Linked DNA regions of Mus musculus: region 1 is linked to region 2. The links are chromatin contacts, called in public Hi-C maps. All regions are on one chromosome and are shown on one strand. Each heading gives the region's core, a stretch centred on a gene start, on an enhancer-like site or on the middle of the called end of the contact. The rest is flanking DNA. Distances are from core to core; before and after follow the strand shown. Region 1 holds the start of Mr1 (major histocompatibility complex, class I-related). Region 2 has its middle 7.6 kb from the start of Gm51649.

Region 1 (4,352 bases), core at 300-2,799, 350 kb after region 2:
CAAATTATCTATGTACGGGGTACTCGGAAGTTCAGCAGTATCACAGAAAGGCCTGGGCTAAAGGCAGAAGACCTGTGTTCACTTGTGATCACTGTGCCAGAGGGTTCTGCAATCTCCGTAAGCCAGAGAAACATCTAACCTGATCTTTATTGTTCTCTCTTCCTTCCTTCCTTCCTTCCTTCCTTCCTTCCTTCCTTCCTTCCTTCCTTCCTTCCTTCCTTCCTTCCTTCCTTCCTCCCTTCCTCCCTCCCTCCCTCCTTCCCTCCCTCCCTCCTTCCCTTCCTCTCTTTCTCGATCTCTTTCTTTCTTTCGACACTCAAACTGGCCTCAAACTCACCATTCCCCCCTAAGCCTTTAGAGTAGCTAGGACTGTAAGTTTGCATCACCATATCCATATCCAGTTGTTACATTCCTCCAATCAGCTGACACGTAGCAAGCTATCAATCAATACTTGTAGAACTAACACAGACACGATTTGAAAGAGTTCCTTCCTGGCATGAACATTAGTCAGCAGCTTGGGTGGCCTGATCGGAGTTCTGCAATTCTCCTGTGAACCTTTAAAAGCACTAACAGCCAGCTGGAAAGCAGTTGCTTAGGGTAGAGAAGGCTAGCACTTCCTGTCACACGGACTCTCCTGTGTTGGTGGCAACACAGGGCTCTTGATCCCTTAGAGACACAAGCTCCCTAAACTACGATGTTTATTCTAATTTTCACTTATTTTTACGTACTCTGGTGTTTTGCCTGCATGGATGTCTATGTGAAGATGTCAGATCCCCTGGAACTGGAATTACAGACAGTTGTGAGCTGCCCCGTGGGTTCCAGGAATTGAACTGGTGCACTCTGGAAGAACAGCCATTGCTCTTAACCGCTGAGACATCTCTCCAGCCCCAGAACTTTGTTTTAAATCCATGAATATTTCCTACACCTAGTAAACGAGCTCAGAGCCATGGCTTTATCTTTCATGCATCTTTTGTTACAGGATGTCCTTGTCCTGAGGAGGAAAAATTATCTATTGGCCTGAACGATGGACAGATTGGGTGGTTCAACTCCCCTGAAACTCTCCCTACACGCAGGTTCATTGTTAGAAAAGAAAAGAAGAGAAACAGAAGGGAAAGTAAGGGTATAGCAGAAAAGTGGGGACATAGCTCTCAGAGGAAAAGTGAGGCAGTCTTTCTGGGCAGGCTGGCATCCATGCACACACATCTGAACAGCAGGCCAGTTGGTCCATCACCCTTCAAGTCTTGGGTACAAAGGACCTGTGGGTTTGTCTCTGGCTTTTTTATAGTTTGCACCACAAGTTTAGAAAGCAAAGCCGTCGTTATGCTTCAGCATTGCATTTGGAAGCAAAGAGCACTCAGGATACTTACGAGTATGGCTTCGCTTCACCAAGAATACAGCGAGCAGAGGTAACAGGAGCATCATCAACCCGTGCTGAAGTCCTTTGCTTTTCCGATTTTTTTTTTTAACCTCAGACAGTGACAGACCCCTGATGAATCTTTTGAGAACTTGTACTCTACCGACTTACTTACACTTGGTAACTGAGCACTGTGGGGTGGGACAGGGGGAAGCATTCTCCAGTAAGAACTGGTAAATATATCTGGTGTCATTAGTTGCTAGGTAGAATAGAGACTTACAAAAATGAAAGCAATAAACATTAACCCCTTGTGGGTTTCAGACTCAGCTTGCTCCTGTCTTCTCTTCATCCAGTTCCCAACTGTAGCTCAATTACATGAAAGGTATAGGGAAGCAAAAATTAATGACATGGGTAATTTATTGCCTTTGGTTCTTTCTTGGAGTTTAGATTTTTAACCAAGGGACAAAGGAAATTGCACCCTGGGTTCTAAGATTTGGAACTCCCTGCTCAGTATGATTTTCCCATCCGTCTCAGATAGCATGTACCATTTAGAATGCCCTGTAATTTTTTTATTTATATCTGTCTTTCCTGTATTTTTTTTTTTTACCTAGAACAATAGACCCCAAACATCCCTGTTGAATCATGAAAAGAAAAGGCCTATGGGAGACTCTGAGGGGTCGCCACTCATCTTTCAAGGAAAGCAATCTCCAACCTATGGTCACATTGTTGTTAGAAGCACATGACAAGTTAGGAAACAGCAGCTGAGGCTGTTCAGGGAGCTGGGGAACAGGTCTAGACAGGAAAGAGGAAGTACAGGATAGAGAGAAGAATGGGGAAAAGGCAGGCTTTGGCTTGGGGTCAGGCACCATGCTTGATTTGACATGGTCAAATCTCTTTGACATGGGGCAGAATCACAGACTGCACCATGGCTGGACAGCTTCCCCTTTAAAAGAAATCTGTGTATTCCACAGGACTGTTGACTCAGTGAGGTTGTTTATTACGCAGGAAGAGGGGATAGGAGAATCAAACCCCTGGTTTCCTTCAGAGGTGAGTTGAGTGATGGCCCACTCTAAAAGCTCAGAACCCGTGAATACAACACACTTTATATGGCATAAGGGACTTTGCAGGTCCCGTTGATTTAAAGACGCAGAGATGGAGAGATGATCCTGGACCTGGCAGAACCAATCTAATCACGAGGGTCCCTATTTCAGGAAGGCAGAGGGTCAGAATCTGGGAAGGGTCTGTGACAGCAGATGCATTACTGAAGAGGGCATGAGCTAAGGAGTGCAGGAGGCCCCTGGACCTGGAATGAGAAGGTTACAGACCATACCCCAGAACCTCTAGAAAGAATGCATGTGTCAAAAGCTGGGTTTTTGTTTGTTTGTTTGTTTTGTTTTTGTTGTTGGTGGTGTTTTGTTTAGTCTTGTTTTGTTTTTTCACCATAAGACCTGTCTTCAGAACTGTGGCCTCCTAAATGATTGGAGAGAAAATATATATTGTTTGCAGCCACCTAATTTTTGCTTTCTATGAGAGTGGAAAACGTAGGCATGTCTTCCTTTCCCCACAAAAAGCTAAAAGAAATTATTTGATGGCCTCTTTTCAGATGCTTGCATCTCTTTTTTCCTTTCCTTCCTCTTTTGTTTTTTCCCTTGGCTATTCATCTAGCAAATATAGGTATCCATGTGCCCCTCACAGAGACCCCTGTTGCTGCTCCATGATGCTTGCACGCTGTGCCAATGTATTTGCTCCTTTGGGTTTTTGGATTTTTTTTTCCTGTTAATAGCTTGTTCCCCAGATTTCATGCTGTACTCTTAAAAAGGAAACATGAAAAGTGTGGGTAGCTTAAAATCGCTTTATCTAATTGCAAGCTAGTGAAAGGTAGGAAGGCAGAGGACACCATTCCTGATATATTTTAGTATATGCTTCTTTGGTGATTTTATTGTGGATATGCATGTAGGTATATGTATGTGAGGTTCTCTCTCTCTCTCTCTTTTTGTTTTTGTTTTTTTCGAGACAGGGTTTCTCTGTATAGCCCTGGCTGTCCTGGAACTCACTTTGTAGACCAGGCTGGCCTCGAACTCAGAAATCTGCCTGCCTCTGCCTCCCAAGAGCTGGGATTAAAGGCGTGCGCCACCATGCCTGGCTTGAGGTTCTCTTTTTTAAAAGGGGTTTCATGTTCTAATCCTATTTTGTAAATTATTTCTCAAATGTATATTTGCCAAAACAGATATACATATTAATGGTATAACTTTACAAGTACTTCTATTTTTTCCCTCATTACATTTTTGAGATTATAAATTGATGACATAATTCCTCCCTTCCCTTTCCTCTCTCCAAACTCTCCCATATATCCCTTTCTGCTCTATTTCAAATTCATGGCCTTTATTTATTTATTTATTTATTTATTTATTCATGGTTTTTTGGTTTTTCTAGATAGGGTTTCTCTGTATAGCCCTGGCTGTCCTGGAACTCACTTTGTAGACCAGCTGGCCTCGAACTCAGAAGTCTGCCTGCCTCTGCCTCCCGAGTGCTGGGATTAAAGGCATGCACCACCACGTCTGGCATGGCTTTTATTTTTAAAACTAATTGTTATCATATGCATATATATATATATATATATATATATATATATATATACCTAACTATAACTTCATATAATGTTACCTGTATGTATGTTTTCAGGGCTGACTGTTTGGCAGTAGACAACCAATTTGTGTACTCTTTCCTGGGGAAGGCCATCTTTCCCATTCTAGGTTGCCTATAGTTCTCTGTGTAAGGTTGAGACTTCGTGGCCTTTTCTCCAACAAGTTTGAAAGTTTATTGGTATTATCTTGTTCAGTTCACATCTGGGCAGTGGTTTGAGTGATAATAGTTCCATAGGCTTATATATTAGCCTGCTTAGTCTCCAGTTTGTGAACTGTTTCAGAAGGACTAGAGGGATTAGAAGGTGTGGCCTTGTTGGAGGAAGTGTGTCACTGGGTGGTCTGGCCTGCTTCCC
Region 2 (4,539 bases), core at 1,007-3,506:
CAACCAGTGAGGGAAGGTGAAGGTACGGGGAAGAGGGCACTATCCATGAAAGGGCCACTGGGGCAAAGGTGAGAGGGATCTGCCACCTTGGAGGAATATCAAGGACCGGAAGTAGCTATCGCAGAGGGCGGGGTGACTGGGACAGAGGGTTAGAGCCATGTCTCCTCTGGGGAAGACAGAGAGCAAGGGTTGCAAGCAGGAAAGAGATTATGCAGGTCCCCACAAGTCACAGAAAGGACTGTTGTATATGAGACAGGAAGTCACCATAGGGTTCTGAGCTGAGGGCTGCTCTAACACATGGCTGCAGACTCTCACAGAAACTCCATGCCTGTCTTCCCAACTCCTTTTTTAAATCTAAAGAGAGAGGGTAGGGGATGCTTAGCTATCTCAGAGGGAAAAAGTTCTAGCAACTAGGAATGGGAATAGGAAGGCTGGCTAAGAGGTGACCGGGCCAAGGCCCTTTGAACAAAGTACTTGCATGCTTTGTGCCCCAACTGTAAAAGCAGAAATAACAGTTCTTATGACTTTCTGTGCCCCACCCCCAAAGGTTCTCACATTGAGGGCTTGGTCCCAAGTGTAGCAGTGTTCAGAGGCACGGCTTTAGGTGGACACTGGATCTTGACAGCTCTGATCTCACAATGAATCAGTCCATTCCTAGATTCCTAGTGTAATTGTTTTGTGGAGAGGGGCCTATGTCACAAACATGAGCTTTTTCTCTTTGCTTCTTGACCACCAGGGAGTGATTGACTCTGCCATGAGCCTCCACCAGGATGTGTAGGCCCACAGCAGGCCTAGAAGCAACTAGACCTAGAGACCACAGACTAAAACCTCTGAAACCTAAGGTAAATTAAAAACCTGAGCTTCATCCTGTAAGGTGATGTCTCTCAGGGGTTTTATCACAATGGCACAAGATGACAGAATAGCAAGGACAGGTTTGTCCAACTGACACAAGAGTAAATAAACTCACATTCAGAAGAAGAGTGCCAGGTACCTAGTAACAACCACGAGCGTCCCTTTATTTACTTATTTACTTATTTATTTTGTTATCAGCAACCTTATTATTTCACTGATGAAAAAGTTGTAATTGTGATACATTTAATATTAAATTTACAACAGCGGAGGTTATGCATATACACATACACACACAAACACGTACATATGTATACACATACACAAGTACATACACATACATACACAGAGACACACAAACACACACATACACATATAAACACACATATATACACACAAACATACACATGCACACATAAAAACACACATATACACACAAACACATATACCTGTCCTTGAACAGAAATAAAATGTGTCTTGGAGCCAGGAGCTCATGGCAGAGCAGATAAAGGTGAGCAGATACATTTTTAAAAGGAGAGCCAAGGGGGACTGGCAAGAGCCAGGTGTTGGTGTGAAAAAGGAAGTGGCTTCAACATCTCTGGCCATAGTACCCAACAGGTCATAGGTACCATAGTCCCTAACTGGTCATAGGTACCACAGTCCCCAACAGGTCATAGGTGCCACAATACCCAACAGGTCATAGGTACCACAGTCCCTAACTGGTCTTAGGTACCACAGTACCCAACAGGTCACAGGTACCACAATATCCAACAGGTCATAGGTATAACAGTCCCTAACTGGTCATAGGTACCATAGTCCCCAACAGGTCATAGGTGCCATAGTCCCTAACAGGTCATAGGTACCACAGTACCCAACAGGTCATAGGTGCCACAATACCCAACAGGTCATAGGTACCACAGTCCCTAACTGGTCTTAGGTACCACAGTACCCAACAGGTCATAGGTGCCATAGTCCCTAACAGGTCATAGGTACCACAGTACCCAACAGGTCATAGGTGCCACAATACCCAACAGGTCATAGGTACCACAGTCCCCAACAGGTCACAGGTGCCTGTATCAGAGTACCCAACAGATCATAGGTACCATTTACTGAGAAAAGGAAAGCAGCAGGAAAGGTTGACCTGAGAGAAAAACACTTTTTTTGTGTGTTAGAAGTGTTAAGCTAAAGATGCCTAAGGACACACAATTGAAGGCGCTAAGAGGTGAGTAGGGTGTGTCTAAAATTAAGGGAAAATGCCATGGAGATACAAAGGTGTGAGTTACCAACATGTGATGGCATCTCGCTGGCTGGAGTTGAGTGAGAGCGCTAGGAAATAAACAGTGCTGGGAAGAGAACAGACGCTAGAGAGCTACTGCTCAGGGAAAGGGGAAGGGAACCAGGAAGAGAGGTGGTGGGCAGCAGCGAGGAAGTGGAGAATCATTGTGGTTTCACAACAACCATCGGGGGTGGGGCAGGAAGAGGCAGCAGTAAAATATTACGGCCACCACGCCTGCTGCTAGACATCCCTCAAAATGGGCACAGAAGACCATCTATCAAATTGTCAATGGGGGAACCAAGGTAACCCAGGAACAGGATGAAGGTCACGTTGAAATGACTTCAAAAGGAACTAGTGAGAACACGCATGGGAAACAGGAAGTAGACAAGAGGACTCGACTTCCTCTACCCAGGCATGAGACTCCCCCAAGAATCTTGAGGAACAGTCAGGCCCCAGTAACAGAAGGAAAAAGCTGGTTCTGGGGCAGATGCAGAGGTGAGCTGTAGAAGGGAGTCACACATGCCCCTCTGGTGACTGCTGTTTTCCCAGTGAAGAAGGAAGGCAGCTCCAGGCATGAGCTCGGGTGGGCTGAAGGAGATGGTGGGGTTTGAGAACGAAATGTTACCCCCAAGAGTGCGATAATGAATATGGAAGTACAATGTAATAAGACGTTTGCCGGGAGTGGTGGCATATACCTTTAATCCCAGCACTCAGGAGGCAGAGGCAGGCGGATTTCTGAGTTCGAGGCCAGCCTGGTCTACAAAGTGAGCTCCAGGACAGCCAAGGCTATACAGAGAAACACTGTCTCGAAAAGAAAAAAAAAAGACTTCTGAGCAAATTGAAAGAGTGACTTGAGGCGGTAGTTGTGTTTCTGACCACAGTCAGTATGGCTGGTAGGGGTTTTCATAGAAATGTTCAGATATGTGAGCGCATGTGGACATGCCAAGTAGGATAAAGGCGGAGTTGGAGATCTGGGAGACCAGCCTGTTGAAGCAACAAAGGAGCAACACAGTGGAGGCCGAATCCTAGGGAGGGATCGTGGTGATGGTGACGCTTCAGTGAACACGGACCAACCCTAACCAGCTAGACTAGACACCAACGTGGGAAGCATCAAGCATCCTCTACCTTGGCTAACCCCTGATTCATGAGGGTAGCAAAAAAGTTTTGATGCAGATGCAGTGAGACTGTGGTAGTTCAAATATGCTTGGCCTCATGGGAAATGGCTCTGTCAGGAGGTGTGGCCTTGTTGGAGTGGGTGTGGCCTTGTTGGAGGAAGTGAGCCACTGTATAGGTGGGCTTTCAAGGAGCCTAGTGCTCAAGCTCCACCCAATGTGGAAAAGAGCTTCCTCCTGGCTGACTTCAGTTCAAGATGAAAAACTCTTGGCTCCTCGAGCACCAAGTCAGCCTGTATGCTGCCATGTTTCCCACCATAACAATAATGGACTGAATCTCTGAGACTGTAAGCCAGCCCCAATTATATGTTTGCCTTTATAAGAGTTGCCTCGGTCATGGCCCTGGTGTCTCTTCACGGCAATGAAACCCTAACTAGGACAGAAATGGAAGAGTCTAAGGAACTGAGCCCTAAAAGGGGGTCACTAGAAAGAGAGGAGAGGAGATGGCAATCAGATGCCAAGAGGCTTGAAACTGAAATGGAGGAGCTGTGAAGTTATGACAAAGATGGAAACTATGAAAGTGAGATACAATGGGGCAAAGAACCAAAGGACCAAGAGCCCAGCACACACAGCAAGACACATCTGAGGACACAAGTGTCACTCGGAACTGCTAGCATGTGAAGAAGAAGGTACTGAAGATACCAGTGAAGAAGCTAAAGTATCCCTGGAACAAAAGGACTAACTGGGTCCCAGTAGGTGACTGCAATCAGGAAGAGCAGATAGGGCATAATGACGTGTGGGTGGTGTATACCTGTAATTCTCATACTCAAGGGGCAGAGGCAGGAGGATGGAGAACTCAAGGCCAGCCTGGGCTACCTAACAAGGTCCTGGGTAAAAAGAACTAGAGGGAAGAGAGGGGATGGAGTGGGAAAGGAGGCAGGAAAAAGAGGAAAGGGAAGGGAAAGTTAGAAGATATTTTTGATGTTGCAATATAAGGTCTAAACCAGTGGTTCTCAACTGTGGGTTGTGACCCCTTTCGTGGGCAGGAGGGGGGTTGCCTAAGTCCATCAGAAATCACAGAGATTTACATTCCTGTTCATAACAGTAGCAAAATTACAGTTACAAAATAGCAACAAAAATAATTTCATGTCCACCACACCAGAAGAACTAACTGTATTAGGTCACAGTGTTAAGGTTGAGAGCTGTTGCTTTAGACAGTGCCAGTATTTGGGGTTGGAGCGTTTGATGGGAGTCAGAAGCACCTGAAGCCATCCGAGAGAGAATCTCTGGGGATAGGGTAGA

What was found. Hi-C and Micro-C count contacts between places; a contact is called where the count stands out from the background.
Region 1: a Hi-C map of granulocyte-monocyte progenitors shows a contact between it and region 2, with 3 times the contacts expected there. The contact joins the promoter of Mr1 here to the enhancer-like site in region 2. A contact is called at or near these places in 15 of 39 promoter capture datasets (the 3T3-L1 cell line, the C10 cell line, cranial neural crest and 10 more), 17 of 484 Hi-C or Micro-C datasets (B cells, CD4 T cells, CD8 T cells and 7 more), 3 of 115 datasets of contacts at active chromatin or transcription factors (large pre-B cells, memory CD8 T cells and stem cell-derived neural progenitor cells) and 1 of 9 other capture datasets (liver).

What each region holds. Positions count from the first base shown.
Region 1 is chr1:155,145,265-155,149,616 of GRCm38.p6, forward strand. It overlaps Mr1 (major histocompatibility complex, class I-related), which reads right to left and starts at 1,550. Exons shown (of 6, transcript NM_008209.5): 1 at 1,368-1,550. The coding sequence starts at 1,422.
Region 2 is chr1:154,792,310-154,796,848 of GRCm38.p6, forward strand. It overlaps a transcript of Cacna1e not described here. Among named protein-coding and RNA genes, the nearest start is that of Gm51649, 7.6 kb to the left of the region's middle. Within about 2 kb of position 2,257, at least 46 of the 459 cell types and tissues checked have an H3K27ac peak or open chromatin away from gene starts, as enhancers often do. A contact at or near this core is called in B cells, LSK cells, granulocyte-monocyte progenitors and 3 more, where this site is marked.